Linked DNA regions of Mus musculus: all the other regions are linked to region 1. A link is a contact called in public HiChIP or PLAC-seq, capture Hi-C and promoter capture Hi-C data. All regions are on one chromosome and are shown on one strand. The core of a region is the stretch at or near the end of the contact, and the rest is flanking DNA. Distances in the headings are between cores, read along the strand shown. Region 1 holds the start of Krt8 (keratin 8). Region 2 holds the start of Fignl2 (fidgetin-like 2). Region 3 holds the start of Acvrl1 (activin A receptor, type II-like 1). Region 4 has its middle 19 kb from the start of Acvr1b. Region 5 has its middle 20 kb from the start of A330009N23Rik.

The links. Promoter capture Hi-C pulls out the DNA fragments that hold promoters and counts their contacts. HiChIP or PLAC-seq counts read pairs in DNA pulled down with a chosen protein or histone mark. Capture Hi-C pulls out chosen DNA fragments and counts their contacts.
Region 2: a contact with region 1 is called in a capture Hi-C map of embryonic stem cells, with 2.7 times the contacts expected there. The contact joins the promoter of Fignl2 here to the promoter of Krt8 in region 1. A contact is called at or near these places in 1 of 39 promoter capture datasets (hippocampal neurons) and 1 of 9 other capture datasets (embryonic stem cells).
Region 3: a promoter capture Hi-C map of pre-B cells shows a contact between it and region 1, with 5 times the contacts expected there. The contact joins the promoter of Acvrl1 here to the promoter of Krt8 in region 1. A contact is called at or near these places in 11 of 39 promoter capture datasets (the 3T3-L1 cell line, 3T3-L1-derived adipocytes, the HPC-7 cell line and 6 more), 2 of 115 datasets of contacts at active chromatin or transcription factors (bone marrow-derived macrophages and pancreatic cancer cells) and 5 of 9 other capture datasets (adipose tissue, embryonic stem cells, liver and 2 more).
Region 4: a contact with region 1 is called in an H3K27ac HiChIP or PLAC-seq map of microglia, with 7 times the contacts expected there. The contact joins the enhancer-like site here to the promoter of Krt8 in region 1. A contact is called at or near these places in 1 of 39 promoter capture datasets (hippocampal neurons), 3 of 115 datasets of contacts at active chromatin or transcription factors (embryonic stem cells, microglia and pancreatic cancer cells) and 1 of 9 other capture datasets (embryonic stem cells).
Region 5: a contact with region 1 is called in an H3K27ac HiChIP or PLAC-seq map of extraembryonic endoderm stem cells. The contact joins the enhancer-like site here to the promoter of Krt8 in region 1. A contact is called at or near these places in 8 of 39 promoter capture datasets (the 3T3-L1 cell line, 3T3-L1-derived adipocytes, the C10 cell line and 5 more), 1 of 15 datasets of contacts at CTCF or cohesin (the NIH/3T3 cell line), 1 of 484 Hi-C or Micro-C datasets (cumulus cells) and 15 of 115 datasets of contacts at active chromatin or transcription factors (bone marrow-derived macrophages, craniofacial prominence, differentiating embryonic stem cells and 11 more).

The regions. Positions count from the first base shown.
Region 1 is chr15:102,001,479-102,007,482 of GRCm38.p6, reverse strand. Krt8 (keratin 8) reads left to right here and starts at 3,141. Exons shown (of 9, transcript NM_031170.2): 1 at 3,141-3,585; 2 at 5,858-6,004. The coding sequence starts at 3,244. It overlaps Gm36026 (a long non-coding RNA gene), which reads right to left and starts at 1,340. Exons shown (of 2, transcript XR_875678.2): 1 at 948-1,340.
Region 2 is chr15:101,051,396-101,057,399 of GRCm38.p6, reverse strand. Fignl2 (fidgetin-like 2) reads left to right here and starts at 3,001. Exons shown (of 1, transcript NM_001214911.2): 1 at 3,001-6,004. The coding sequence starts at 3,001. The coding sequence ends at 4,935.
Region 3 is chr15:101,124,790-101,130,793 of GRCm38.p6, reverse strand. It overlaps Acvrl1 (activin A receptor, type II-like 1), which reads right to left and starts at 2,272. Exons shown (of 11, transcript NM_001277257.1): 1 at 2,211-2,272; 2 at 1,731-1,867.
Region 4 is chr15:101,151,622-101,157,625 of GRCm38.p6, reverse strand. No RefSeq gene overlaps it. Among named protein-coding and RNA genes, the nearest start is that of Acvr1b, 19 kb to the left of the region's middle. Within about 2 kb of position 2,190, at least 43 of the 459 cell types and tissues checked have an H3K27ac peak or open chromatin away from gene starts, as enhancers often do. A contact at or near this core is called in microglia, where this site is marked.
Region 5 is chr15:101,242,650-101,248,653 of GRCm38.p6, reverse strand. No RefSeq gene overlaps it. Among named protein-coding and RNA genes, the nearest start is that of A330009N23Rik, 20 kb to the right of the region's middle. Within about 2 kb of position 2,138, at least 406 of the 459 cell types and tissues checked have an H3K27ac peak or open chromatin away from gene starts, as enhancers often do. A contact at or near this core is called in the NIH/3T3 cell line, bone marrow-derived macrophages, craniofacial prominence and 13 more, where this site is marked.

The sequences.
Region 1 (6,004 bases), core at 1,892-4,391:
CTCTTTTACGGAGCTCATTTATGCTTCTGCAACACCCCCCCTTTCCTCCTCTGAGACAGAGTCTCTTGTTCTCAGGTTGGCCTTAAACTCAAAATGTAGCTGAGGAGAACCCTGAACTTCGCTCCTCCTGCCCCAACCTCCCAAGTGCCAGAATTATAGGCATGGATCACCACGCCCAGTTATGTGGTACTGGCACAAAACCCAGGTTTTGTGGCATGCAAGACAAACAATTGAGCTACGTACGTCCTAAGCCACTAACCACCCCATGATTATATTTTTAAAATTACTTTCATTTACTTGTGTATATGTGTTCAGTGGCAGAGGAAGGCTGGGTCTTAACATAGGAGGCCTCCTTTTCCCCTTGGCTTTCCAGGAAAGACATATTAGGGCAGAGCTGTCTGTGCAGGGCACCCTCACCTCCTCACAAGTGTGTATGACTCTTTTGTTGAACAAGCTTTGGTGACCACAGTGGCCAGAGACAGCCTTACAAGGACTTATACCTGTGGCTGCCCTAGTTTGGTTCTTTCTTCTCTGACCACTTGGCCCTAGTCCCTGAGCCCTTTCCCTTTTACCTCTATCTTGGGGAAGTTCCAGGACAGAGCAGCTCTGGTTTCTCTTGCTGAGCAGAGACCATATTGGGAGGGGCTGGTTGGGGGGGTCTCTGGAAATAACAAAGAGTTGACAAATGGTAAGCCCTGGGTTGAGCTTTGAGCTGCACAGCACAGGGGTCTCACCTTTACTGCCTCCTTACCCACACCTTGAGAGACACTCCTGGGACCAAGAAACCAGGCAGCTAGGGTGGAGGAAGCTGAGATTTCAGAAAGAGAGCTGGATGACGAGCTTTTACGAGTTGCCTAAATCAGTCCTTCCCTTCAGGTCCCTCCAAAACTGGTGTGGGGGAAGGGGAGAAAGGGAGAGTTGGCTGTCCCTCCCCAGGGCTGTCATACCTGTCTGACCAGCTGCTCCGTTTCTCCTTCCGCTTTCTCTCACAGCTCGGTGCGGCGCCGGCCGCGGTTCCCTCCCTTTGGTTTGCTGGAAAAAAAAATCTCCAATCTTGCTGGGTGTGGGCCTGTGTTAGAGAGGGGGTGATAAACACACACCTAAATTGATTTTCACCTGAAAACGGAGTGTTGACTGAGGGGGATGTGAGAGGGCCTGGTGTAAATAGGATTTCCCTTTTCCTAGCATGCTGGAAGCCCAAGGCTGGGGACTCCTAGCAAAAGACAGGCAAGGAAGGAATATGGTCTCTGTGCAATCCTTGGGGATTTCTAGATTGGTCTTTCTGGAAGTGTCCTCAGACAGACAGACAGACAGACAGACAGACAGACAGACACACACACACACACACACACACACACACACAGGTAGGGGTGGCTTCTCAGACAAAGAGGGAGAGAGGTGTGCCGTGTAGGGAAGGAACATGTCTGTGTGTCTCTAGGGGTGACTTTCTGGGTCTCTGTCCCTTTTGGCAGGAACATATATGTGCCCATCCTGGGTCTCTGTCCCTTTGCCTATATGTGCCCATAGAGCAGTCCTGGGTGTTTCTCCTAGGGGGGCGGAATCCATAGACAGTTCTCTTAGTAGGTGCTTACTCTTTTCCCTGGCTATGGGGTGGTGTCTGCTACCGCCCAGTTCCCCAGGGAATTTGGATATCTGTCATCTATTGGTTTCCTTAATTGAGATCCACCCAATCCCCACATCACACCCTGAAGTGCCTTCCAGAGAGCCCAACCCATCAGGTAATTTAATTGCAGGTGGAATCTTTGCCTTGGGGACCCAAACCTCTTGCCTGCTTGCTCCACCCAGGCCTGGAGGGCCTTGCTCTGCTCCCCAGTCTCCAACCTCTCACAGGTGCAGGCTGTGCCCCAGCTTGTTCTCCTGACTCACTCTGATAATGGGATAATGAGTTCAGAGAGACAGGTGCAGGGAGACAGGGTACTATCCTCATCACATCTGGCCAGCCTGGGGCCGGGGGCAGAGGAGAAGGGTCCAGGTGGCTGGAGAATGAGTCACCACCAGCAGGGCCATCCCGTTCCAAGGCACCATGAGTCACTGCCCTGGCAGCCTGGGGAAGGTGTCTCCAAAGAAGCGATTGCAACAAAGCCCCTGTGCCTCTATTCTCTGGGGTCTCCCTTTTCTGCCTTGGCCTCTGTCCCTCAGTCTTTGTTATTCCTCGAGGCCTCTGTCTGGTCTGGGGAATTCTCTCGGGTCTGGGTAGGAAAGGAGAATACTGTGCTGTGTCCAGAGAGAAGAGCTGCGTTTGATTTCTCTTTACCTTGCACAAGAGAGAAGACAGCTAGAAGCCTGTGTTTCATTCATTCCTCAAATATCTACCTACCTTCCCACCCCCCTTTGCCAGCCTATGGGTGCAGGATGCTGCACAGGTAGCGGGGTGGGGTAGTGGTGTTAGCTGTAACCTGGGCAGACAAAGCAAACAGGAGCTTGGGAACGAAAGGGCCCTGCTGGTCAGCCTGGCCAGCTCCACCTAAAGGAGGTCTCTTGGAGGTATTAGGAGAGACCAGCCAGAGATGTGGTGGATGAGGCACACCCTCAGTCCTAGTGCTGGCTGGTAAAGGCCGGTGCCGGCTTTGGTTAGGCTTCAGGGTACTTATACCCCCAAAGGGGTTGTGACCCCCCCCCCCCAAGATTCTGAACCACAGGATATTTGATATGTCACCTCTGGGAAAACATAGCTCTATCCCTAGAGGGATTGCAACCCACTGGTGGAGAACCTACAGCATATCTGTTACGTGACTCCCGAGGAAGGGCCCTTCCGACCTTCCTTGAGTTTCAACTTCTAGTGAGTTCTAGTAGCTTGCCTGTGTTGAGTTGAGACCCAGTGTTTTAAACTAAAATGCCTGGGAACCCTTTCAGCCCAAGTAGTTCTCACAGGAGGGCAGGAGATAAGACAGCTTAGGTCAGAGATCCCAGGCTCACTTCCTGCCTTCACAGGGATCAATTGCTCTCTCCTGGATTTTTAGGGTGGGGCTGGAGAGGGATCCCGGGTGGGAACAGCTCTCTGCTGCCCTCACCTGAGTCCCGTCTGGAGGTTGCAGACGTTGGGTTAGGCCCTGCCCTCTAGTGTCTAGCCACTCAGGTAAGAGGCCCTTTTCCCTCCCCTGGGGCTGGCCTCTTCTTTTATAAAGGGCCTTCGCTGGGCGCTGTCCCACCGTCTAGAAGCAGCTGCTTAGCTCGCTCTCGAACCTCCGTCTTCAGCTCACTGCCTTCGCTCCAGACTTCACCATGTCCATCAGGGTGACTCAGAAATCCTACAAGATGTCCACCTCCGGTCCCCGGGCCTTCAGCAGCCGCTCGTTCACGAGTGGACCCGGTGCCCGCATCAGCTCTTCCAGCTTTTCCCGGGTGGGCAGCAGCAGCAGCAGCTTCCGGGGAAGCATGGGCACCGGCGTGGGTCTGGGCGGCTTTGGCGGGGCTGGTGTCGGGGGCATCACAGCCGTCACGGTGAACCAGAGCCTGTTGAGCCCCTTGAAGCTGGAGGTGGACCCCAACATCCAGGCTGTGCGCACTCAGGAGAAGGAGCAGATTAAATCCCTGAACAACAAGTTCGCCTCCTTCATTGACAAGGTGAGACCCCTCTCTTCCCGACTAACCGTCCTGCGCTCGCTCTTTCTTCTGCTGACACAGAGATGCGTACATCTCTCCTCGCACCCCCCATGAGCTCCTGTTGGGACCCACCCATTCTGGCCACACTCTCTTCTACTTCTCTCATACCCTTTGGCTTGGGCCCAGAGGGTCTGAAGTGCTTGTGACTAAATCTTGGAGCACCTTCCCATTCACTGGAGGGCCTGGTCCCTTCCCTGTGGCTTTGCTCTCTGGTGGCGGGGACGCCCCCTCGCCCCCCCGCCCCCAACTGCCCCAAGGTTTCCTCATGGTGCCCCGTGCATTGTGTATTTTTCTATCTTCCTGTTAAATAATGGAGGGCGGTGTAAGGATTTTAGAAGGTTTCAGGTGTCTTGATTGAACCCGACAAACGCATATGGAGGTCTTTGGTGCCCAAGGCTAGAGAGTGGGGGCTCCAGGCTGAGTCACTGCTCGGCCCCTGCCCTGCTCCAGTGGGCGGGGCCGCTGTAGAGCCAGGGCGGAGGTCTTGGGTCTGCCCTTCCACCAGGAGTGGGGTGGGGTGGAGGGGAGGGTGAGTCTCAGGGCTCCGCCTCGGGAAGGCCCGTGCGAGATTCAAAGTCTGCGGGCGTTGGACACTCCGCTCCTGTTTCACGACCTGTTAAGACCGGAGTTTATGGCCTCAGATAGCGTCGGCCTACCCACGCCCCTCTGCGAGCTTGGCCCTTGTACCCCTTTCACTCTTTCTACGGTGGCTCCGCCCCAACTGCCTGGTTCCTTTGCAAGCCGAAAGCCAGGCCAGGTTTTGCAGTCCTGTGGCACAGTGGCCTTCGTGGCCCCGGGACGATTGGCCCTTTTTTGCTGACTGGCTCCTGAGAGGCGGTGTGGGAACGGGAGGAGGGAAAACACGGGGCTGAGCCTGTGGAATCACAGGACGCCCCAGGAGCGTCTGCCTCTTCTTCACAAGGGTTTACTAGCTCCAACGGTCCGGTCCCTAACTCCCCCTAGAATCCTGATGGAGAGCAGTTGGCTCAGACATGGCATGTGCCTTGTGGTTACAGGGCCCGGCAATTTCCTCCAATGGGCCATCTTGTCAAGTTTGACTTCCTCTTCTGTAAAATGGACACGACAGGCCCCAAATCAGTTTCTCTGCCTGTTCAGCTCAAAGTGTGACGAGCTTTAGCAGCACCTGGCCCGAATTCAGCATTCCATTAGAATGGATTACTTGGGTTATTATTATTATTATTATTATTATTGTAATTACGGGGAAGAAAGGATTTATAGTGTGGGTTGTGGGAAGGTAATCCGATTGTTCCCACAGGATGGCTTTCTAGTTTCCCCCCAGTTTAAAAAGTTAGCGCTCCGGCCTGAGAGTGTGAAGTGCATTTTGCTCCTATGGAGCAGTCAGGCTATTATCCTTACAAAAGGCTTTTCCCTGTACCACGTCTTGGATTGTGCGCTCTAAGATGTGAAGGGGGCAGGGAGGGCGGGGTTGGTTGTGGACAAGTGGGAAGAGGGTCGTGGGACTCCCAAGGCTAAGGGGTCTCCAAGGCTGCTCCAACAGGGTGGGAAGGATGGAAGGAGACGTACCTGCCTGCTCTCTTGCTTCATCTTCTGCTAAAAGTGGGCCCTTGTGGAGAAGGGGCTCCCAAAAGCGCCTACCTGAGCCTTCTGGAGCTATTTGCAGGGTTGGGGAGACCCAGACCAAGTTACACAGCTCAGGGTAACAGTAGTGTTGCTATAGGAAGCAGGGAGAGAGTTCCCTACAATTCCCAGGATCTTTATTCAAGATCCCTTCGAATGATCATCGATAGTGTGATAGATGCCATTCTCAATCCTACATACAAGGTAACGAACAGAAAACGAGGCTGTGATGTATCATCTATTCAAATAAAAGCCCCTCCGCAGCTACAGCTGCAGCCTCCCCCTCCGCAGCTATGGCTGCAGCCTCCCCCTCCGCAGCTACGGCTGCAGCCTCTCCCATCCCAAGTCCTGGAGGAACATGGCTCCCGACGCTGCCATCACCAGGACACTGCACTATTTCCCCAGGACATACGTGACCACGGGAAGGGACAGTGATTCCCTCCCTCCCTCCCTCCCTCCCTTCCTCCCTCCCTCCCTCCCTCCCTCCCTCCCTCCCTCCCTCCCTCCCTTCCTCCCTCCCTCTCTCCCTCTCTCCCTCCCTCCCTCCCTCCCTCCCTCTCTCCCTCTCTCCCTCCCTCCCTCCAGATCCTGACTATAGCCTGATGTGGAATTTTTTCGTGTCCTCCCCATGCAGGTGCGCTTCCTGGAGCAGCAGAACAAGATGCTGGAGACCAAGTGGAGCCTGTTGCAGCAGCAGAAGACGTCGAGGAGCAACATGGACAACATGTTTGAGAGCTACATCAACAACCTCCGCCGGCAGCTGGAAGCCCTGGGCCAGGAG
Region 2 (6,004 bases), core at 1,752-4,251, 950 kb after region 1:
CGAGGTGGATACGGACGCAGATAAGAGTGAAAACAGGAGCCATGGTTTCGTGTTTCTTTTTTTCCTGGCTAACGTGGGGAGACCTTGACCTGAAGTGTTTGAGGAGAGCCAGCGAATGAGTGGTATAGGTGCCATGTCAAGCACGGGGTCTCCTGCAGAGGAAATTGAGGGCCGAATCAGTCTAGGAGAACCCGTCAAAGTGGAAACCTGGGATCCTTAGTCCGATGAGTGAGCGCCAGCGCTGCCTAGCGGAGGACTTGGGTGAAGACTGCTGGAGCCAAGGCTGGACAGTAAGAAGAGACACTGCCCGATAAGGGAGTCGAGGGTCGGGCCCAGGCCTGGACCTTCATTGTGCCCTTCTTCCCTCCGTTGGGTTTGTGTACCCAGGGGAGACGCGGTCCTCAAAGTCACATGTTTTTCCTCTGAGCCAGAACACAGGTAATAGTAACTGTGGGCAGAGCCTGGGTTTGATGTAGTGACACACTTGCATTGATGTAACTGATGCTACCTCCTGTGACCCTGTCACTGGGTCACTTGTCACCGGACGTCCTGGGAAACTGCTCTTTTGACTGGCTCTCATCTTTGAAAACCCCTCAGAGAGAGCTGAGGCTCTGAAAAACACGCCCCTCATGTAGTACGTCTGGCTGCTGGCACCCTCCAGGACTTACCTTCCTTCTAGGAGCCAGTGACTTTCCTAATGCCTTCTCTGTGGACCATCAGGCATTTGGCTACGTGGTTGATATAGATGGTTAACATGGGGGGGGGGATTCACTTTCCAAGGCTGTCTTTTGCCATTAGCCATGGCACGGCCACGTTGCTGTGTATGACCATTGCCACTATGGCTGGGTGTGCAGAGCCGGTGGAAACACTTCAACCCCATCTCTTGGTCCTCTCTACAGGCTCACCGTGGTTAGTTTTGTTGGTGTGCACTGTACAAGAGCCCGTCTAGCTCTGTAGGTTGTGATGTCTCCAGCAGGTGGCAATAGAGTATCCTAAGGGAGCCGCCTGTGGTTTGCTTTGCTCTGTGCAGTTGAGGCTGGCGTTAAACACCAGGGCTCAGGCTCCTGAGTGCAAGGAATGCAGGCAGGCACAGCTGCATCTGACCAGCCCTGCTGTTCCAGATGTACTGGTCCTGTCATCCGGGATGCACTGACACCCCCCCACCCCCGCCCGTAACCCTTCATGGTGCTACCAAAATACCAGTCTTTTGGTGAGTCCTTAACTAGGAGTGTTATGCTCTCAAGAGCCCCAAGGTCAAAGGCCTCTATTTCCTTACTCCACAAAGGATGTTGCTTTCTCGACTTCTCAGCTGGCTGAACCATTCGGGATACCTTTTGATCTAACCCCAGGCCTAGTAGGACATGCAGGATTTGATATGATTGATATGATATTGCCAAGAAGCTTGGGAGTGTTTACCTGGCCCGCGGGAGACTGTGGGTTCCAACCCCAGTGCAGCAAAATATGCACATACCAACACAGAGTTTGGAAGCTTTGGGCTTGAGAAATAATCACTGTAAAATCAGTATGCCATGGGCTTATGTCATCTTTGGAATTTTGTCCTTGGGTCAGGTCGGTTCACTGGAGGCAGGTGCCTACATGGTTCTATTTCTTGGGCCCTGTATCTCTTATTGGTTCAGGACTGGTGCCTTGATGGGTGCTAGAGGAGGGTGTAGGACCAGCCTGGGAACATTTACCCTCTTCATGGTCCAGAGGTGGTATCTCACAGATTGGCTCTAGGATCCCCACACCACAAATAGTTTTGCTCCCTTTGAGTAAGGGTGTTTTGTGAAATGAGTCTGACCACAGCTCCCTCTTCATTTGGTGACTGGGGAGCTCAGAACAAAGTAGGGTTCATCTTTAACCCCTCGGGTGATAGAACCCGGGTCCCCGAGCATGAGATGAGGCAGGTACTTTACCAGCCCTGTGATGCACTTGACATGATCTGCATGCTCGTACTATCTCACATACCTCAGCACACCATCTGTTCATCCCAAATAATGTTTGTAAGGTGATAAGAGTCATTTTGGATGGAGCAGGTAGCAGGCAAACAAACAGCATTCGGTCAGGTTCTAGTTTTTTGTTTTAAATTATTTATTATTTATTTAATGTGTATGAGTACACTGTAGCTGTCTTCAGACACACTAGAAAAGGGCACCAGTCCCCATTACAGACAGTTGTGAACCACCATGTGGTTGCTGGGAATTGAACTCAGGACCTCTGGAAGAGCAGTCGGTGCTCTTACCCACTGAGCCATCTCTCCAGCTCCCAGGTTCTAGTTTCTTTAGGCCAGTGGTTCTCAATCTTCCTAATGCTGCAACCTTAAATATAGTTGCTCATGTTATGGTAATTCTCAACCACAAAATTATTTTTGTTGCTACTCCATAACTCTAATTTGGCTACTGTTACGAATCATAATATAAATTTGAGTGGGTTGGGGCGGGGAGGGGTATGACCTGAAGATTGAGCTTTAGCCAAAGGCCGGAAGAAATCAAACCGCAAGGAAATAAGGTTGCTGGGCTAGCCACTGTGGTTTCCAGGGCTGATGGGTACGCTCACATCCCAGGGCCTATGGTGGACCTTTGAATCTCAAGGGAACGCCAAGGTGGACAGAGTAGGATGTCAACCTGTTGGGCCTCATATCCAGCAGCTCTGGACAGGCTGCACTAATCTTTACAAACCTTGATACGCTGCAGTGGCTGGCCCATAGTGAGCGAACAGCAAGTGTCTGCTACGGGTGAGCCTCACATGGTCTGGCCCTTCCCTCGATCTGGTCCATGGAGGGGCATAGCCGGTGTGGTCAGGGTAACTTGCCGGGAGTGAAGGTTTACTATGGCATTTCTGCATTCCTCTTGGAGTACAGCAAACTATTTTAAAAAACTAACTCTAGGTCTAAAGGGTCTCGGGTAGCCTGTCATTGGCTAACCAAGCTGTCAGTGGGTCCCTAGAGCCACTGCAGGAGCTGACCAGCCGCTGTTCTTCTCGCCTGCAGCTCTGTTGAAGATGCACTGGACACCGGAACACGCCCAGCCCCTAAACCAGTGGCCAGAGCAGCACCTGGACGTCTCCTCCACCACTCCGTCGCCGGCTCACAAGTTGGAGTTGCCTCCAGGGGGTCGCCAGCGCTGCCACTACGCTTGGGCACACGACGACATTTCCGCCCTCACAGCCTCCAACCTCCTCAAGCGCTACGCCGAGAAGTACTCCGGAGTCCTGGACTACGAGCGCCCGGGCCTGGGCAGCTACGGTGACGCCGCCTTCCTCAACGGTGCCAAAGGGGACCCGGAGCCCTGGCCCGGGCCAGAGCCACCTTACCCTCTAGCCTCGCTCCACGAAGGCCTCCCGGGAGCCAAGGCGGCTGGCGCGGGTGGCTCCGCCGGCCTCGGGGGCTCCCCGGTAGTAGCTGGCAACCTGACTGAGCCGCTGTACACGGGCAACGCGTGCGGGGGACCGTCGGCGGCCACTGAGTACGCGGCGGGCTACGGAGGCGGGTACCTGGCGTCCGGCTACTGCGCGCAAACGAGCGCCGCGCTCGCCCCGCCGCCCCCGCCCGCGCTGCTGCAGCCAGCGCCGCCGCCCGGCTACGGCCCCTCGGCGCCGCTCTACAACTACCCGGCGGCCGGCTACGCGGCGCAGCCCGGCTACGGGGCGCTCCCGCCGCCCGCCGCGCCGCCCGCGCCCTACTTGCCCTCCGGGCTGGCGGCGCCCACGCCCCTGCCCGCGCCCGCGCCACCCCGGCCCGCGCCCTACGGCTTCCCCGCGGCCGCCGAGGGCGTGTCGCTGAAGCGCAAGGCGGTGGACGAGGGCGCGGAAGCCCGCTACCGCAAGTACGCTTACGAGCCGGCCAAGGCCCCCGCGGCCGACGGCGCCTCCTACCCCGCCGCGGACGACACCGAGTGTCGGGGCAACGGGTTCCGTTCGAAGCCACCCGGGGCGACGGAGGATGGGACCGGCAAGTACGGCGGCGGCGGCCCTCTCAAGGTCCTGGGCTCCCCCGCCTACGCGCCGCAGCTCGAGCCCTTTGACAAGTTCCCGGAGCGGGTCCCGGCCGCCCACGGAGGCTTCGCGGAGCCGTCGGGGGAGCCCGCCAAGGGCGTGGACCCGGGGGCGCTGGAGCTGGTGAGCAGCAAGATGGTAGACTGCGGGCCCCCAGTGCAGTGGGCGGATGTGGCGGGCCAGGGCGCGCTCAAGGCGGCCCTAGAGGAGGAGCTGCTTTGGCCCTTGCTGAGGCCGCCCGCCTGTCCCGGCAGCGCGCTCCCGCCGCGGACCGTGCTGTTCTTCGGGCCCCGCGGCTGCGGTAAGGCGCTGCTGGGGCGCTGCCTCGCCACCCGACTAGGTGCCACGCTGCTGCGCCTGCGCGGAGCCGGCCTGGCGGCCTCGGGCGCCGTCGAGGGCGCGCGCCTCCTGCAGGCGGCCTTTGCTGCTGCGCGCTGCCGCCCGCCCGCTGTGCTGCTCATCAGCGAGCTGGACGCGCTGCTGCCGGCGAGGGACGACGGCGCGTCCCTGCGGGCGCCTCTACTGACCTGCCTGGACGGCAGCTGCGGCGCGCGCGCCGACGGCGTGCTGGTGGTGGGTACCACCTCGCGGCCGGCGGCCCTGGACGAAGCTACCCGCCGGCGGTTCGCGCTGCGCTTCTACGTGGCGCTGCCCGACGGCGCGGCGCGCGGGCAGATCCTGCAGAGGGCGCTGGCTCAGCAGGGCTGTGCGCTGAACGAGCGGGAGCTGGCCGCCCTGGTGCAGGGAACTCAGGGCTTTTCTGGGGGCGAGCTGGGGCAGTTGTGCCAGCAGGCAGCGGCCGAGGCGGGCATCTCTGGACTGCAGAGGCCCCTCTCCTACAAAGATGTGGAGGCTGCTCTAGCCAAGGTGGGCTCTCGGGCTCCCTCCAAGGAGCTGGACTCGTTAGTTGAGTGGGACAAAATGTATGGCTCCGGACACTGAGGGTGGCAGGGGAGGCCAACTCTGCCTGGGGGTGCGGGGGGGTGATGTCTTTGGCCAAAGGAGTGATGAATGTGGGGCGGGGAGAGGGCGGGCTCTCCCGGTGGATTTTTTTTTTTTTAAATGGGAAGGAAAATGCTTCTGCCAGGCAGATCGATGCCATATGCACCGGTGTACTCAGGTTTTTTTTCCTATTTATTGTGGACGGGAAGTTCGCCATCTCCGCTCGGCAGACTGGCCATACCCGACATGAGTTGGCACCAGGGCCTAAGGAACTCCTGCTCTCTCTCCCCGCAACCTTTGTCTCTTGTCCTCTGAGCGACATCCTCCTTTCCCATTCTACTTTCTCAGTATTGGCTTAGTTTTTCTTCTCATGGTTGTGTCACTGACCCCTCCCCATGCTGTCTCTGTTCCTTTTCAGCTCTTCCTTCTGGTCCCCATCCATCACCTTCTGTGCTTGTCTCTGTCTCCTGGACCCTGTGCTTTAACCCTCCCTCTCTCATTGTTCTGATTCACACCACAGCGACTCTTGGCGGAAGTTCTTTTGGCCCAGAGGCTGAGAAGGGGGGTGGGGGACAGGGAGCCCCAACCCCCTCCGTACTTTACCCACCTGAAATCTTGGGGCCTTAGGGGGTGGGACAAGGATTAAAAAACCACCCAAAGAAGGCTTCCCCCCCCCTTTTTGGTTTGTTCATTTTTGAGGGGAAGTCCCAGAAATGTAGGTTGCTTAATATTTTAGGCCTCTTATTTTTGTAAGATGTGTAGGATTTGCTGTTTTTCGTTTTATTTTGACAACTCAGGAAGAAACTGACCTCAGAAAGAATGTTAGAGTTTGGCTGCTCTCCTGTTACCCCCAACCCCGTCCCTGGGGAGCAGATTCTCCCAGACCAGAGAGATTTGGGGCTAATGAGGAAAGACCAGACCCGAGCCCCAGACTGCTGTCCCTGGGATAGACGCAGAATGTATCTAGGGGCTTTCTCCCCAGGCCCAGCTTGCAAGCAAGAGGATGGGGCAGAGGCTCCAGGGGGTGCTGCTTGCTGCCTTCTTACCATTCTTCCCCGTGGGCCCCAGT
Region 3 (6,004 bases), core at 1,023-3,522, 880 kb after region 1:
GAGATGATTCATATGACCGATGAGGTGAGGGGAGGTGAGACTTCGCTACATTCTGGAGACAGTATGGATTTAAATTATATATATATATATATATATATATACATATATATATATATATAAATATATATCTTCCCTAGTTCTGGAAATTCCCATTGACTGTTTTCACACCACAGTTAATTGTAAGTGACTAAGATCTCTGACCGGGAAGCTGCAGAAAGGAGAGACTCCTATACAGCACACAGACCAACACACTGGCCCTGAGCAAGCACCCGACTGGGGTGGTCCGTGGAAGCTGGGGTTCAATGTGGGGCTCGAGGCAGGTAAGCTTTCTCTATCCTTTTTCTAAAAAAAAAAAAAATACTTTCTCAGGTAAGGAGAGGACCTCGTCAGAGTGCTGCAGACTCCTCCACAGAGACACATCGAGTTAAGATGGCGAGGAGGTAAGAATCATGGGACATTCACAGTCCAGGAACAGGCATGTTCCTGGCAGTATTGAGTATTGTTCCTGGCCTCTGTGTTTGTTTCTGTTTGTCACCGCCAAATCCTTACCTACCTAGCCTCGAGAACCCACATCCCAGGGACCCCCATACCTAGCTAGGGTGGTCTGTGGCAGCTACGTCTCACAGCTTGGAGATTGGCATAAGAAGAGTACCATTTCCCAGGTGAGACCCACGAGAGTTACTCAACTGTGTGGCAAGTGGCACGGAGCAAGCCCTCGGCAGCCAGATGTGCCGGCACTGACCTGTATCCCAGCACTCAGAAGCCTCCTGAGGCAGGGCAGGAAAGAGACTAAAGCTGAATCAGGTGGACTGAAAATCTGAGGCCAGCTCTGTATCAAAAACAAACAAACAAACAAACACAAACAAAAAACCTCCCAACCATGGTGTCTCCTGATGTCATTGACTGACACCCTTCTCAGAGTCATCCAAAGCCTGAAGCTGACCTCTCTTCCACAAGCTGGGCACAGTTATCTCCCATCTGATAGGCTGTGTGAGCAAAACCACCCACAACAAAGAAGGATAATTGTGAAGACAGGTGGGGGGCCAGCTAGAGTGGTGAGGATCCAGAGAGGAAAGACCCTAGACAGACCCCCTAGACAGACTGACCCTGGAGGGTCAGAGAGGGGGCCGAACTCATCCAGAAGTTGCTCGTGAGCAGGGGAATGTGTCCTTCAAAGGAAGACCTAAGAAAGCAGAGCTGTTCTCTGCAGGGCTGACTGACTGCCTGGATCTCAGCCTGGGGGAGGGCCAGGAGTCCCTAAAGGGGAATGTCAAGGACACCCACGGCAGGGGAATTCTGTGACCCTATAGAGATAAGGATTGGGGTGCCAGGTTAAGTGGTCTCTATGAGGAGGTTCCGCAAGGGAAGTCGCTCCTATGTCAACAGAGCACCCTGGAGCTCAGGAGGGAAGAATCTTTCAGTCCCGTTTTACCTTTATAGATAAGGGTAGAAGAGTTAATCTCGGCAGGGAAGAGAAGCTAAAGGCCTCAGGATACCTAGCAAAAAAAGTTTTTTGATTCCCCATCCGTGCTCGACCCGCCCCCTTCCACGCTCAGGTCGGGGTAGCAGGGAGGTGTGTGTCCACAACCAGGGGACTGCTGACTGTCTTGCCCGGCTAAAACTGACCCTGCCACGCGCCGTCTGAGAGGTCTTTGAGATCCACATAAAGAAGGGTCCCCCTGAGACCAGGGACAGGTCTCCCTGCCCGGCCCAGCGGCACTCCGACTCACCTTTGGACAGGGCGACTCGACCCCCGCCTCTCCTTGCCGGAGGCGGCCGGGGTCTCACGTCCAGAGCCGGCCTGTGGGGCCGGGAAAGGTCTCGATCTGCGCGGCTGGCGCGGCGGCCTCCGGGGACTGGGAAGGGGCTGGAGCAAAATGTTTCTTATTCTAGCTTCTTCCTGCCTGGCCCGGCTCCACCACTCCCTCCTAATAACTCGTTTCCTATTGCCCAGTACGCCTCCCAGCAGCAGGGCTCGGCTCTAGAGGGCTGCAGACCGAGTGCGACCACCCCAGCCCCTCCCTGCCACGAAGGGACAGGCTTCGAACCCAGGCATTGGGGTCCCGTGCGTCCTGGGTAGGAACGTAGGGACTGAGCTAGCTGCGGAAGCGTCGCTCTAGGCCAGGAGAGGGTAGCCTGCACCCAGAGGCAGAAATCTAGATTCGTGAGGGCTTCAGGGAGGGACCCGCGTGAGGTAGCAGCCAACTTACCTGTGCTCACTCCTAAGGAACAGCGCTAAGAAAGCTGAGTTTGGGCTGGGAGTGTCTGCTCCAGAGTTGGCTCCGCCCTTTGGATTCTCCAGTTGGCTTAAATCTTTTTGCCTCCAAATTCCAGCCCTTCACCCTTAATACTTTTGTTCCCTTCCGTTGTCCACAGTGCTGGCCATCAACGCTCAGCCTCGGGCTAAAGAAACCTAGATAGGTCCGTTCTGAGTCAGTCTGGTCTGTGCACCTCAAGGCTTGACAGTTAGTTGTTCCTCTCCCTCAGGTCAGGGGTGGCCAGAATAGAGGGAAAGGCCACCTTGTCTTTTCTGTTCAGCCGTGTCCTTTTTGTCTAGCCGGGCTGGGACCCCAACCACGGGATGGGGGCGGGGCACAACTACCAGATGGGGAGCTTTAGAATTTGGGGCATGGAACCTTGTGAGGCTGGGACCTGCGGCTGGGGAGTTGGGCAGAGGGCTCGGGATGGGGAAGACAGGACACTCTTCCTCTTCCTGATCGGCAGTACAGGCTGGGACTGGGTGAAAATCTATGCTTTCCTGGGCAGGACTTGAGTTTTACTCTTAGCCTTGTGAATATCCTTGTGGGGGACCTTGAAGTAGTTCCACCAGCTGGGAATCCAGGCTAGTTGCTGTGACCCCACTAACACCTCCAGGGGCTTCAACCCCCCCCCCCCCCCCCCGCTACTAATGAGCATAGTGTTCCATCTTTCAAACGGTAAAAGATGGTGCCTATCTAAGTTCCTCAAGGAAGGAGTTTGTCGGCTAATATTTGAGAAGGCTAGGGAAGGGGTGGCCCTAGCCCAGTGGGAGAACACAGAAGCAATCTCTAAGGTGTCATGCCTGTCATGTAGATTTTGCAAGATGGGACAGAGGTGCCCTATCCTTTGGCAAGGATAGAGGCTGGGGGAGAGAAAGGCGGGAGGCTCCCACTGGTCTTACTTCCTCTGCTGAGCTCCACATGCTAGCAGCTTCTTGAATTGTGAGCCCCATGACCTTCCAGAGCCCCGGCTCAACCAAATTTCAGGGTCAGGACAGACCATGTCTTGCAGTACTATGGATTACAGTATCTGCTTTTCCAGATTGTGGTGGTCGCTTTGTTACACTCTATAGAACAGGGAGCTTGGATACATGACCATCTTCACACCCACTCTTCCTCCCACATGCCATGGCTTCCGGTAAGCCTTTCATTCTCCAGCCGGCGGCTCTCTGTCTTGAGTGGGACAGGACCCATGGGACCTCTGCAGCCCAAGTCTAAGGTCCGCCTCCTTGGGAAGGGGCAGATAGGGGACCATGGGTAAGGTCAGGAGCTGGGAAGTGGCTGAGGGGGTCAGTGGGGACTGAAGAGTTTCTGTGGGCAGGCCTGTGAAGTAAGACGGAGAGAAGTCAATTTAGGAGGTTGAAGAGAAGCTGTGGACAGGGGTGGCATCTTTCCCCTCTTCTTAGCGTTCCCGACACTGGCTGGTGCCTGGGCTGTTCTTGTGAACCCAAGCCTCCCATAGTGCACGGGGAGCTTGGGGCAGGGGCGGGGGATGTGGGAGGAGTGACAAGAGTTGGAGAAAGCACTAGGGCCTCAGGCCAATGAGGACATAGAAAAGGAATTACAGACTGCGTCCAAGTCTACAAGAATTAGTTGCTCACAAGGCCCAGCTGTTCCTATATTCTGAGGACAGAACGAAATGAAACAGGCCCAAAGAATTCCGATTTAGATCCAGGGACTCAGAAGACTTCCCAGCAGGGTCTGAAGCAGAGGATTGCTGATCCTCAGAAGTTAGTCTGAAGAACTTCAAGGAGGTCCTCTCTAGAGGCAGGTGACAACGGTTTGATGCAGAGGTGGAGCAATGAGCTTTCGGGGACCAGCACTAAATTCTCAACTGTGTGCTGTGTTTTTGTTTTTGTTTTTGTTTTTGTTTTTGTTTTTTGAGAACGGTCCCTAAAATCCTAGGCTGGCTGTGAACATGAGATCTTGTTGTTTCCACCTCCGCAGAGCTAGGATTCCATGTGCTTGCCCCAAACCTGTTTCAGGCCCCACTCTCAAGAGTGATGAAGGCCGAGCACGCACAGCCATTCAGAGCCCTGTGCTTGAGTGCTTTGTTGCTGCCACCATGAAATTCTTCATAGTATTCTTAATGGCATTTGGACCTTGGACACATAATTTTTGTTTTGCACCAGGCCCTACAAAGTATGTACCCCATCTGCATCAGGGTAGGCGGGGAGAAGAACAAAGGAGGGGGAAGCAAGCTGGGGTTTGCTCCTCTGAAATTCGAGTGGAAGAGGGGCAGCTCAGTAGTCAGGGCGCCTCCCTGGCACGTTCAAGGCCAGGCTTTTCAAACTAGAAAGACAAGGTGGATGACAGAGGGGAGTTGTGGGTCTCCTTTAGGGAAAGCGAGGGGGTACATATCTGCAGATTTCAGCTCTCTGTCTATTAAACACGGGAAGAGGTCCTCACTGTGGAGGGCTAAATGGAATCCTGAAGGGACAGGTGTCCTTAGTTCCAGGCAGCAAACACCACAGTGCCTTGCAAAGGTTAATCATATGGGTCATAGAGTTGGGTTCCAGGCCTGGATCACCTCTTCATCCCTCAGTTTCCTTCTCTGTACAATGAAGGGTGTGAGCTAGAAAACCCCGGAGTCTCCTCCCAGCCTGTATGACATTCTTATTAGTCCCAGGCCTGTCACTCTAGTCTGGATCAAAACACAGCTTGGTTACGTCCAGCTTTGGGAAATCCCGGAAGCTGGAGAACAGCCCTGCTCCTCGAGAAGAGGCTGGCAGACCCTCCACATCCCTAGAGTTAGGACCACTAAGGCATCTTCCTCCTCAGGACCCCTTGAAAGTGCTACCCATCCCTCACCCACCCCGAACCATCAAGGCCACTCATCTCAAGGGACCCTTGAGCAAGAGATGGCACATCAGGACGAGGAGCATGAAGGTTAGAAGGTGGCCAAGTGGTGTCATAGGGGTGCATGGACATGAAGCTTGGTGTCTCTTGGGAAACTGGTCTACCCTTGTCTGCTCCCAGGCAGGGCATTGAGCTCTGGGTTATCCTTCCCCACATGCTTCCAAAGCCATGAATTCTTACCAGCTGACCTGACCGCAAGAGAGGACAGTAAGTGGAAAGAGCCCAGGCTGGGAGTTGGGACAGCTGAATGTGATCCTCAGTTTCCTCTCCTGTAGAATAGGTCAGTAATGCCTTCTCAAACACATCACAGACCAGCAGAAAAGCATGTGGGAAAGTCCTCTAGCAGGAGTAATTTGCACACCCATGTCCAGTTTGTTTTGGGGAGAGGCAGATGGCTGAGAGGGGGTATCATGCTTAGACTCCAGGTGCGACTGTGTGTTAGCAGCGTGAGCCAAGTCAGTACAGGATGAAATAAAAATTTTCTGCATGAGAAGCATCCTAGTTACTTTTCTATTGCTGTGAAGGGGTACCATAGAGTTTACAGTTTCAGATGGTGAGCTCATGACCCTTGTGCTGAGGAGCCTGGCAAAGCAACAGGCAGACACAGCACTGGAGCAGTAACTGAGAGCTGGCACACTGACCCACAAACATGAGGTAGAGAAAAAGCTAACTGGAACTGGCTTAGGCTCCTGAAACCACAAAGCCCACCCCCAGTGACACACCTCCTCCAGCAAGGACACGCCTCTCAATCCTTCCCAAACAGTTCCACCAGTTGGGGACCAGGCATTCGAACATATGGGGACCATTCTCACTCAAACCACCGTAAGAATTTATTATAGGAAGAAGCCGAAAATGGTGGCATAGGCGATCCCGGCTACTTGGGAGAC
Region 4 (6,004 bases), core at 941-3,440, 850 kb after region 1:
ATTAAAATGGTTACAAACCCTGTAGAAATATTTAAATATTTATGAGCTGCTAACTAAGAAATACCAGACACAAAACAGAATGTGCACCACAGTGGTAAATATACACAGTACAGGCGCAATAACATAAATGGCTTCCATTTAGTAGGATAGAGTCTGTGTAGTTTCATTCTTCACTTTCAAAATACAATCCTTCTCCTGCTCAATAGTAAGCAAATGGCCAGGCGGGGCGGGGTGGGGTGGGGCATGGTGGCTCACTCCCATAATAGCCACACTCACAAGGTAGAAACAGGAGGATGAGGGGTTCAAAATCATTCCGGCTATATAGAAAGTTCAAGGCCATCCTGGGCTATCCAAGACCTTATCAGGCCAGACACAATGGTGCACACCTGTAGTCCCTGCATTCAGGAGCCAGAGGCAAGAAGGTGTCTGCAAAATATATTGGGCAATAATGGCACAGATGTTATAGGAGGAGCCAACCATTTTTTTTTCATTAGATTTAAGGCCCATTCCATCCATGACATGGAACCCATACTTGACACTAGTAGAGTGACCAAGAACCTGAGGCTAGATGGGTCATAGGCCTAGAGGGAAACCTGCTATAATTCTGCTACAGGAACATAGCAATGCAATGACTGCTCGTATGTTAAACCAGAGAGATTCACACTATCCTCATCAGAGACTCTTCTTGGTAGATAGGAGTTAACACAGAGACCCAGGTCTGAGTTACTTTTCTAATGCCATGATTATACACCATGGCCAAGGCAACATAGAAAGAAGCATTTAATTTTGGGGCTTGTAGCTTCCGAGGGCTAGAGTCCATGACCCACATGGTAGGGAGCGCGGCAACAAGCAAGAACTGGCATTGGAGCAGTAGCTGAGACCTTACCTATTGACCCACGGGCATGAGGCAGAGAGAGCTAACTGGGAATGGCAGCCCACACCTCTAACAAGGCTGCACCTCCTTGTCCTTCCCAAATAGTTCCACCACCTGAAGAGCACATGAGCCCACAGGCTCCATCCTCATTCAAACCACCAGGACCCACAAGTGGACAGTGGACAGAGAGTGAGAGACTTGGGAGTCAGTCTTAAATGGCATGTCTCCATCAAACCCCTCCCCTCTAGGCTCAGGGATCTGCCTGGAAAAAGAGGTGGAAAGATTATAAGAGCCAGAGGTGTTGGAGGACTCGAAAGAAACAATGTATCCCAGACACAACAGGACTGACATCCACATGAACTCAGAGACCCCGGCAGCTTCCACAAGATCAGCACACACTCAAGCCTGATGGGGTCTCAGAACCGAGAGGGGAAAGTTGACATGGGGTCCCACCCCGACCACGACGCTATTTGTAATTGATACTCTCTGCCAAAGAGGAAATCAGTTTTCTCCAATGGAGTCTCACTGGGCGTTATCAACCACTCTAGGGCAGACTCCATGCCCAGCAGTAGCTGGCTAATTCAAACTAAAACTAAATTCCACTTTTTTTGTGTGGACTTTTTGTTTCATTTTGCTTTGTTTTGGTGGATATATATATATATATATATATATATATATATATATATATATGCGCAATATGTATGTCTCATTGGTTCTTTTAATTTTAATTTTTGTGGGTTTGTTCTTGGACTTTATTTTCAAGAAAGAGAATAAAATTGGGTGGGTAGGAGATGGGAAGGGTCTGGGAGGTATTGTGGGGTGGGGAGACATGATCAAAATATATTGTATGGGAAAAATGTAAAAAGAAGGGGTAAAGGAATTTGAAAGACTGGGAGGCAGAGAAAGATGAAAGAAGAGGATGGGAGGGTGTAACACATGCATAAAGGGAGGGAGAGAAGAAAGGGAGGGAGAGAAGAAAGGGAGGGAGAGAAGAAAGGGAGGGAGGGAGAGAAGGGAGGGAGGGGGAAGAGAAAGGGGGAAGGGAGAGAAGAAAGGGAGGGAGGGAGAGAAGAAGGAGGGGGAGAGAATCGGCTCACTGCACAGCCCCACTTATTAGTGGCTACTATATATGTAAACACCTCATTTATGGCTTTATTTCTTTAAACTTTTTAATTTTTATTTTCTCGTGACCTGGTCCGAGGAGTCCCCATACTCACTATGTAGACCACGCTGCCTTCAAATCTACAGCAGTGGTCTCCCGCCAGCTTCTCACACACTGTGGTTATAGCCATGAGCCACCGTGCCTGGCTCATTTCCTCATTTTTACAATGAATTTTGTTTGCTTGCTTGCTTTTGAGGCAAGGTCTCCTGTAGCCCAGGCTTGACTCAAATTCACTATGTAGCTGAGTTTGACCTTGTACTCCAGATCTTGCCTCTACTTCCAAAGTACTGGGGTTGAGGGCATGCCCCACCCACCAGGCCTGGCTTTATGTAACCACGGGGCTTGAGCCCATGGCTCTGTGTGTGCTTTGTACTCTACTGATGAGCCACAGCCCTAGCCTCAACCATGCTTGTTTCACAAGATATATAAGTCACTTAAGACTTCACTGAAATCCAGGGAACCCCCTTCCTCCTCCCTGGCTAGAAATGCAGGAGTTTCTCACAATTCAGTTGGCTTCAGTTGGGCACTAGAACAAGGGTGTTAGATACTGAAGAGCCCTCCCTTTGGCAGCCTCTTCCTCTCTGGGCGTTGCTTCCTCTGCTCCAGTCTGTTACTCAAATCTGCCCTCTCTGCTACCTAGCACTGAGTCTTCCTGGACTCCAGGGCTTAGTTTAGGAGATTAGGGGTGGACTGTGGGGTGCTTGTGAGGGTGGGCTGTTGAGTGTCTGTGGGGGTGCCTGTAGGGATGGACTATGGTATGCATGTGGGGTACATGTGGGGGTGGACTGTGGGGTGCCTGTGGGGGTGAGCTGTGGGGTGCATGTGAGGGTGGGCTGTGGGGTGCCTGTGGGGGTGGGTTATGCCATGCTGTGCTGCCTATGTACTTTCTGGGGCTCACTGCCATCTGTACATGCATGAGGAAGAAGGAATAGAATTCAGATAGGTAGGGGTAGGTCAGATGGCTAAAAAACCAATACACATTAGGAGTTCTAGGTCTTGCTACGCCCTTCCCTATGGATGAGTCCTGGGAAGTTAATCGACAGACATGAGGTTATGTAGCTGAGAGAGCTGGAATTGACATTCATGCCTGCCACCCTTCAAGGTCCACTCCATCTCACCTCCCACGTGCTTATTACTGATGAGTGCCAGGTAGCCAGGCTAAGCATGTCCCAGACAAAGGGGACAGTATGTAAAAGCCCTGAGGCAAAAGGAACTAAGGGCTGGAGAAGACATTCAATGTGGCTGGATGGTGGGGGGGAGGGGGACTGTGGCCCCAGGCTGCAGGTCAGAGGCCTGTTAGCTACATTTGCAGGTCTGAGCAGGACAATGAAATAAGGGGAGCTTTTCCAACTGGATGGGCCAGAACCAGGGGGGTGAATAGGAACAGGGCCCAGTGGCCTAGCCAAGCATGCTGGGAACTGAGGAGCAGTTGACAGAGGTCTTGGGAGCCAGGGAGATGAGGTTCTCCTGACTGGAATGGGGACCTGGTGGGAGGGAACAGATAATTATGAATGAACGTTGTGTTTGTTGAGCTAAAGCAGGTCACTCCAGGTAGGGAGGAAAACAGGATGGAGGAGATCCATGTCAGACATGATTGTGCTAAAGAACCATCCAGAAGGTTGGAGACCTCAAACTCAGAAGGCCCAAGGGTGCTTACTGAGCATACCCAAAGCCTTGGGTTTAACACCCAGAACTGAATAGATGAGGCACAGCGGTACATGCTTGCCTCTCGGCTCTTCAGAGAGTCAGGAGTTCAAGGTAATCCTCTGCTACATAGCGCCTTTGAGGCCAGCTTGAGCCACGAGAGATCCTGTCATAAGGAACAAACAGAAACACAAAACTGGAGGCCGTTCATACGCATTAATACCAAGTTGCATTGAGATGACCCAGGAAGATTGTGCAAAAGAAGAGAACCCAGTGCAAGCACCGCGTACCGAGAACCTCGGGCGAAAGCAGTGACGAAGCGACCAGGACGCCCGCAGTGGGTGCTGGGAGAGCCAGAGGCTGGCATGGTCAGCAGGTTTAAAGACGGAAGGAATAAGAAAGGCCCACTAGATTTAGTAACAAGGAGGCCAGTGGTAACCTCTAAGAGATCAGTTTCCATGGCAAAATCAGAAGGCAGTGGGCTGAGGCGTGAGTGGGAGTGAGCAGGCAGACACTCTTCCAATAATGTGACCATAAAGGGGACGGGAGGGAGGAGGGGAGGTGGGGGTGGGGTGGGCATGAAGGTTTCTGCCTGGAGCGGGTTAATGCGAAATTGGTGGGAAAGACCCAAATCGCCAGGTGAGGAGTTTAGCTGGACATGGGACTGCCGCTAGCCTGAGCTTTCAGGAGGCTGAGGCAAAGGCTGAGCTCAAGGCCAGAGTAGAAAGAGATATAGCAAGATCCTATCTCAAAAAATAAAGTAAAAAGCAGGATGAGGGCCCTGGAAGGAAGAAGCCACCCTTGCTGACGCTTCAGCTGTGGAAGTTTAAATGTTTGAAAAAAAGTTACTGAAGGTGCTGAGAGTCACCATCGCCTTCTCAAAATAACTGTAACAGGTCAGCTTGTGAGTCTTTTCCCTTGCATTCGCCAATATACACCTGGATTTTTTCTTTTTAATGTAAATCTGGAAGCGTGGTGGAAAGATCGAACTTCCTTCCTTTCTTCCTTCCTTTCTTTCCCTTTTCTCTGTTGTAACTTAGACTGGCCTTGAACTCACTCTGCAGATGAGAAGGGTCTTCAACCCTTGTTCCTCCTGCCTCTCCTTCAAGCTCTGCACCACCAGGCCAGGAGGAAAGGCCATTTTGAATGAGTGAACATTAAGAAAAAAAACAATTAATTGTATTCATTTCAGGTACAAACGAAAGTATAAACTATTACCTATGGGTTGGGAAAGAACACTTTGTAATTAGCATAGAAACTGTTTGCAATGTAAATTCCTTTTCTGAAGTACTTGACTATGCTTAAAAACAGTAGTTAGTATTTTAAGAATCCCCTTGTGGGGTAAAACCACTTTGTATCTATTTTAAGACCTTGTTAAGTCTGCTTAAATGTAGTTTAGAAAAAGATTTTTTTAAAGATACTGGCTACATCAGAAAACAGCTTCCAGCAAGGTAAACCCTTGCCCGCACAGGTGCTTCCAAAGGCCATTGCCACCACAGGCAGATCTGATGGCTCGAGATTGTAACCAAGGGAACAATGGGGGTGTGAATGTAAAATTTCATTTCTCAAAAGACCTAACGAGAGTATTGATCCAAAGGGAGCAGCCAGTAAAAGCAGGAGGGAGAGCTCTTTTCTAATTCAAGTAAATAGAACGAGAGAAATATACAAATACGTACGTGTAACCCTAGGTTTTCCCCATTGAGCTGCTGCTCCTGGAGGCCAGGGAGATAAGAAAGCCGGGGACTGGGGAGCCGGTGACACTGAATAGCACAGAGCTCTGTAAACTGAAGCCCGAAATCCTATGGGTAAGAATAGTGTTCTACCACTGCGAGGCTTGTTATCTACATTCATCTGTCTGTCTGTCTGTCTGTCTGACCATTTATCAGTCATCTAGCAATCATCTATTTATTACTATCTATCTATCTATCTATCTATCTATCTATCTATCTATCTATCTATCTATCTATCAATCAGCTTTTTAAAGTCTCACTGCTCCTATAGTCCATCCTGGCTTCAAATCCCCCCTAGGTAGCTGAAGATGGCTTTGAACTCCTGATCCTCCAGCCTGTACCTTCCAAGGGCCAAGACCATCAAGACTGCAGGCTTGCCCAGCTGCTGTGGTTCATTGTTTAACAGTAGCTCTGGCCAGGCCTAGTGACCTTCGTGATCACAATGCCTCATAAGCAACCACCTGAGCAAGGTGAGGGAGGACACAGAACGCCTGCTTCTGTTCCATCTCCAGCCTGATCATGAGCACAAGGGTGGCTGATTCAAGACTCAGCTTTATGGTCTGGATTCCTCGCCATCCCCACCTCCACACAAGC
Region 5 (6,004 bases), core at 889-3,388, 760 kb after region 1:
GAGATGGAAGAGGGGCCTGAGGCCCAAGTGGCATGTAATGGATGCTGGTGACTGGGTGATCTGAACAGCTGTGGAAGAACCCTGGACACAGACAGACAGACCACCCAGGGATTCTTGCCTCTCCTGGCTCTTTCCCAGCTGTGGACTCCAGGAGAGAAACTGGCCTACTCTGAGCTCCCGTTTCCTCCTTGGAGACACACACATGGTAACATACTTGTCTCACACAGCAGCAGCGTTGTGAAGACAGTGTCTTTGATAACACACATAGAGCATGTACCAGGAAAATGACAGGCAGTGGTGGATCTGCCTTTTCTATTCAGGGGGACCTGAGGGAGAGCCAGGGCTGGGATGCTTGTCTTGGAGCTGTCCTTCAAAAAATGCTTAGCCTGGCTTTGCCCAGCTGGTGTTTACTTGTGCTTTGGCGGGAGGGGGGGCTGCACAGATAGGGCATGGCGACCTCTGTGTCACAACAGATCTCCTATAAATAGCCCCACTGTGGTTCCCTTAACTGGCTTCCTCAGCTAGTCAGTGGCCAAGCAGCCCCACAGCCTGGCTTTCTAATTCCCAGAAGGCACTCACCACGGTGTCCCCTCCTCCCTGCCCAAATCCCAGGACCACTTCCCAGTTCCTCCTGCAGACAGGAGAGTGGAGAGGGAAGGTAAACCACTCAGTCCTTTGTAAGGCTGGGCTTCTAGGAGCAGTTAGGGATGCAGTCCTCATTGGTACTAGCCCACACCCTGGAGGGTTCCTAAGACAGGGAGACAAGAGCTGGAGAGATGGCTCAGCGGTTAAGAGCACTGACTGCTCTTCCTGAGGTCCTGAGTTTAATTCCCAGCAACCACATGGTAGCTCACAACTATCTGTAATGGGATCTGATGCCCCCTTCTGGTGTGTCTGAAAAGAGCTACAGTGTACTCATATACAAAAAAATAAATAAATAAATAAATAAGTCTTAAAAAAAAAAAAGACACGGAGACAAAAAGCCCAGCAGCTAGTTTTACTATGAGGGGATATCTACACAGTCAAGACAGATTAAGAGTAAGGAAGGATATATGAGGGAAGAGGGGCCACCCTAGAGAAAAAGAATGTGGGGTATAGTGTGGAAAAAGGCCTAGAAATGGAAAGAACACCCCATGGAGGTTAGGCTGTCCGGAATTTCAAGGGTATGAGACAGGGACAAGATGGAAGTCCCAAGGGTGAAAAACAGTAAGCCACCTTGAGCCACAAGGCCCAAGGCCATCTAGCATACTTGGTGACCTGGATTCAGCTGCTTATAGTTGAGGAGCCAGTATGTTACCTCACATCCTCCCTGCCTGGGTTAGAGGATGTGGAGGGGTTAACTAACCCACTGGGCCCAGAGGGACTCCCCTGCCTGGGACTGCAAAGGGGATTCCCTTCATAGGTCCCTTCCTCAGCCTCAGGATCAATAACTACTTGGCTGGGGTCCCCCCGCCATTCCCCACATTTAAGCATACACTCAAAGGCAAAAAATAAAAAAAAATAAATGGGGTCACCCAAGACTATTGCAAGGACTGCAGAGTTCTAGAAGGCCACTGGATTGGAGGTGGAGAGGCCATCTTCCCTTCCTGTGCTTCATTGAGTGTTTCCACATCTGTTGTCCTTTTGTTCTTGCTACTGAGGATCATCTGGGTCAACATGAGAAAGTGGCCCAGGTCACCAGGCCGGAAATGGGCGAGGTTTAAAGAAAGATTACCCACAAATCAAAACCAGGGCTCTTGATTAAAAACACAACAAAACCCTCTGTAACTTTAGAGTTACAAAATCACTCTCACCGCCCCGCCCCCCCCCCTCCCCACACACACACAGACACCCGCAGACAACAGCAAAGGCTGTAGAGCTGCGTGGCTGACAAAGTGCGAAGTCCGTAATTGCACTCCCAGAGGAGCCGGAGCTCAGCCATCCTCCGGTGTCAGATTCCAAATTTCTGTCACCTCGCCCGAGACCGGATTTGGCCCGAGCTTCCCTTCCCTGGTCCCGCCACCGGAACACCAAGCCGGAAGGAACGCGGCGGGCGGCGGGGCAGCACCGAGCCTCGGGCGAGCCATGCCCCTACTGCCCGCGCCAGGCCCTGCACGCCGGGTGCGGTCGGGGAAGCCGCTACGTCACCGCGCAGTCCGCAGGGAGCTCGGCGGGCTAGCCAGGATTCCATTACATCACCCAAGCCGCGCTGTAAACACCGCTGCAGCCATTGGCTGCGGCGCCGCCCTCGCAGCCAATAGCGTGAGAGCATGCAAATCGTCGTTGAGCCAACGCTTCCTTTGGCGCTGGTGCATGCAAATAGACGTCATTGCCCGGGTGGGGGTGGCCTGGCCCAGGCAGGAGGTGGGTGGGGGTGTGTGGAAACTCGTAGCGCGGCTGGCTTGGAGACTTGGCATCCAAATCTGTTCCAGACAGTCCCGAGGGGCACGGAGTGCGATTAAAGGTGAATGTCCTCAATTCTTAGGCCCTTTTCCGTTAGACCCACACAAGCAATGGTGCAAAAATGAAGTTAATTGCTGGGCGTGGTAGCCCAGGCCTGTAATCTCAGCATTTGGGAGTTGGCCAGCCTGAGCTACAAGAAGCCCTGCCCCGAATAAAAGCAAAACAGAAGGGCTGCAGAAATGGTTCGGCTGTCCAGAGCTCCAGCTGCTCTAAGAGGACCCAGATTTGGGTCCTCACGACCGTCATTAACTCCAGTCTAGGGGTTCCAACGCCCTCTTCTAACCTCAGTGGGTACCCGGCATGCACGGGGTGCACATACATACACAGAGGCAAAAATTTACAGACATAAAATAAGTAGATGTTTAAGGTTTGGATTTGTTTGTTTGGGGTTTGTTTGTTTGTTTGTTTTTTAAAGTATAACAAAAAATAAGACCACTTGGAGGTAGGAGGGGAGAAAGAAAAAAAAAAAAAAAGATAGAGAGGTTGCTGAACCATGCTTCCCAGATGGCTCAGGTCAAACCCCAGGAGAAGGTGCCAGGGAGAACCAAGCTACCCAGGAGGTAGTCAGAGCTCAGGGAGCTTTTGGTGTCTTGACCAGGCTTCTCCAGAAATAAATGTCATTTTCAGGGGTGGGTTCTAATGTTTCAGGAAAACAAGACAAAACTACATCTGCACTGGACTTATCTAGGTTTTGTTCTTGTCACTATTGCCTAAATAATTCAGCGTTATAATAACACACATAACATTCACCACACTAAACACTATCCCTAGTGCAGAGCTTTACAGTGTAGAGCAGAGCCAGGTATGGTGTCTTGTATTTATAATCCCAGCACTCAAGAGGCTAGGATTAAGAGAATCTTGAATTTGAGGCCAGCCTGAGCTATAAAGTAAGACTTTTTCTTTTTTTTTTTAATTTTTTTGAGGCAGGGTTTCTCTGTGTAGCCCTGGCTGTCCTGGAACTCACTTTGTAGACCAGGCTGGCCTCGAACTCAGAAATCCACCTACCTCTGCATCCCGAGTGCTGGGATTAAAGGCGTGTGTCACCACCACCGGCAAAGTAAGACTATCTTAAAACTTAAATAAGTAATTATAGTGAATAATATGTGCAACTTATATGTGAAGATTATAAGCGTTCTGCACAAAGAACTTGAATTCCTTGGATGCTGGCATTCTGGGGAGTCCTGGAGTATCCAAGATGCATAAGAAAGATCACTCAGTGGAGTATAGAGGTGTAGAGACGTATCTCAGGAAAGTGGGGAGCAGAGATGCCCATAATCTGCTTTATGCAAAGGAGGCCCAGAGAAGTCCAGCTTACATGTCAATGTGAGTCTGAAGGACCGGGAACTCCATGTGGAATGAATGCCCCATTCAAGATGAAAGTGAGCTCAGTTCCCTGTATGCTTTTGCTATGCCTGGGCTCTCTATGGATCCATGTACATTTAACTGGAGGTTGTAATTTAGAGAGGGATACAACAGTGTCCCGCTAATGAAACAGTGTTTTGCTTTTGTTTTTGAAACAGAATATCGCTATGTAGCCCTGGCTGTCTTGGAACTCACTCTGTAGACCAGACTAGCCTCAAATTCACAGAGATCTGCCTCCCTCTGCCTCCTGGGTGCTAGGATTAAAGGTGTGCACTACCATGTCCAGCATGAAGCAGTTTTTAAACAGAGGGGAGAGATTCCAAACAGAAGAAATGGTACATGGGAAAGTCAGATCTGGGCCAGAGCATGGCTCCTTAAAGCAGCAGACTAAAATACGTGGCTAGAGAGGGGTGTGGTGGAGGACCTGCCAGAGAGGAGACCCTGCTGCATCCATCGTGCAGGGCCTTGGGCCAGGCTCTGTGCTTAAGCTTTCCTTAGCTTTGTCTCTTCTTTCACCGGCCCTGTAAGGTAAGCACTGCTTTGGTATTTAGGAAACTGTGACCCCAAGAAGCTGTCACATGCTGAGAAGAAACAAGACAGAGTTCCCATCTGGGGCCCTGTGGCCTCACAGGCACACTGTGGCTGCTGTTGCCTCCCAGAGAGGAAGCTGAAGTGGTTTCTTCTGACTTCCACATCTTACTACAGAGTTGGGGCCAAAAAATAAATAAATAATTGTAATTTTGCGTAATGGATTTCAACATGTTATAAAAACAAAACCTTGGGCTGGAGAGATGGCTCAGTGGTTAAGAGTGCTGACTGTTCTTCCAGAGGTCCTGAGTTCAATTCCCAGCAGCCACATGGTGGCTCACAACCACCAGTAATGAGATATGATGCCCTCTTCTGGTGTGTCTGAAGACAGTGACAGTGTAGTCATAGATATAAAATAAAATCTTTTAAAAAGAATCAAAAAAGCAAGAGCTCTGGCTGGCTGGAGGGATGGCTCAGTCATAAGAGCTGGCTACTAGTTTCAAATCCTAGCCTCTGCATACGTTGCATGCCCACACATTCAAACTGTCTTGGAGTTTCTCTTGCTGTGATAAAACACTGATGAGGACGCCATGAAGAAGTTCTGCTTACTGGCTGCTCCTCATGGCTTGCTCTGCATGCTTTTTTATAACACCCAGGACCACCAGCCCAAGGATAATATTACCCACAAAACCCTGGCCTCCCACATCAATCCCTAATTAAGAAGACAGAGACAGACCACAAGCATATAGACCAATCTGGTGGGGGCATTTTCTCAGTTGAGGTTCCTCCTTCCAAAATGATGCTAGCCTGTGTCAAATTGACATTAAAAACTACCCACCACCTCAGGCAAACACACACACACACACACACACACACACACACACACACACAAATTAAAACTTGAAAGAAAGCCCCAATGGTGGTGGGACATGCCTTTAATCCCCGGCACGCAGGAGGCAGAAATAGGCAGATCTTTGTGAGTTTGAGGTCAACCTGGTCAACAGAGTTCCAGGACAGCCAGGGTAACACAGAGAAACCCTGTCTTGAAGAACAAAACATATAAACACATTGGTATGCAAGGCTCAGCACACATACACACATACACAGATGGAATACATACATATATATGTGTGTGTGTGTGTGTGTGTGTGTGTGTGTGTGTATCCACACACATATATCACACAATATATTTTGTATATTATATATTAATTATATTTTATATATCATACAAAATAAGCACCAATTATATATTTTATTTATTTATTTATTTATTTATTTATTTGTTTGTTTGTTTGTTTGTTTATTGAGGAAACAGGAAACAAGGGAAAAGAGCCTCTAGCTCCCGCTAGAACCTTAGGTGTGCTGGGGTAGAAACGATTCATGCCTCTGGCCATCAGGGGCCGCTCTGGAGGCTGTGGGAGGACTGACCTGCTGGCACAGGTGATTAACTGGATCTTGTATGCTGTCCCCGGTTGCCAAGAAACGGGTGTTCCTACTGCTCTCAGCCACCGAGCCAGCTCTGGTTACTGCTGACAGGCCCCACAGAGGAGAGTCAGGCAGGCAGAGGGTGCCAGAGGAGACTAAGTCCTTCCCTGTGCAGGCAGCGTGGTGGTTCCCCTTAGAGAACCTGGGTTACCTTTGGGGCCCCTGTCCTCTGGGCCTTGAGCTGTAC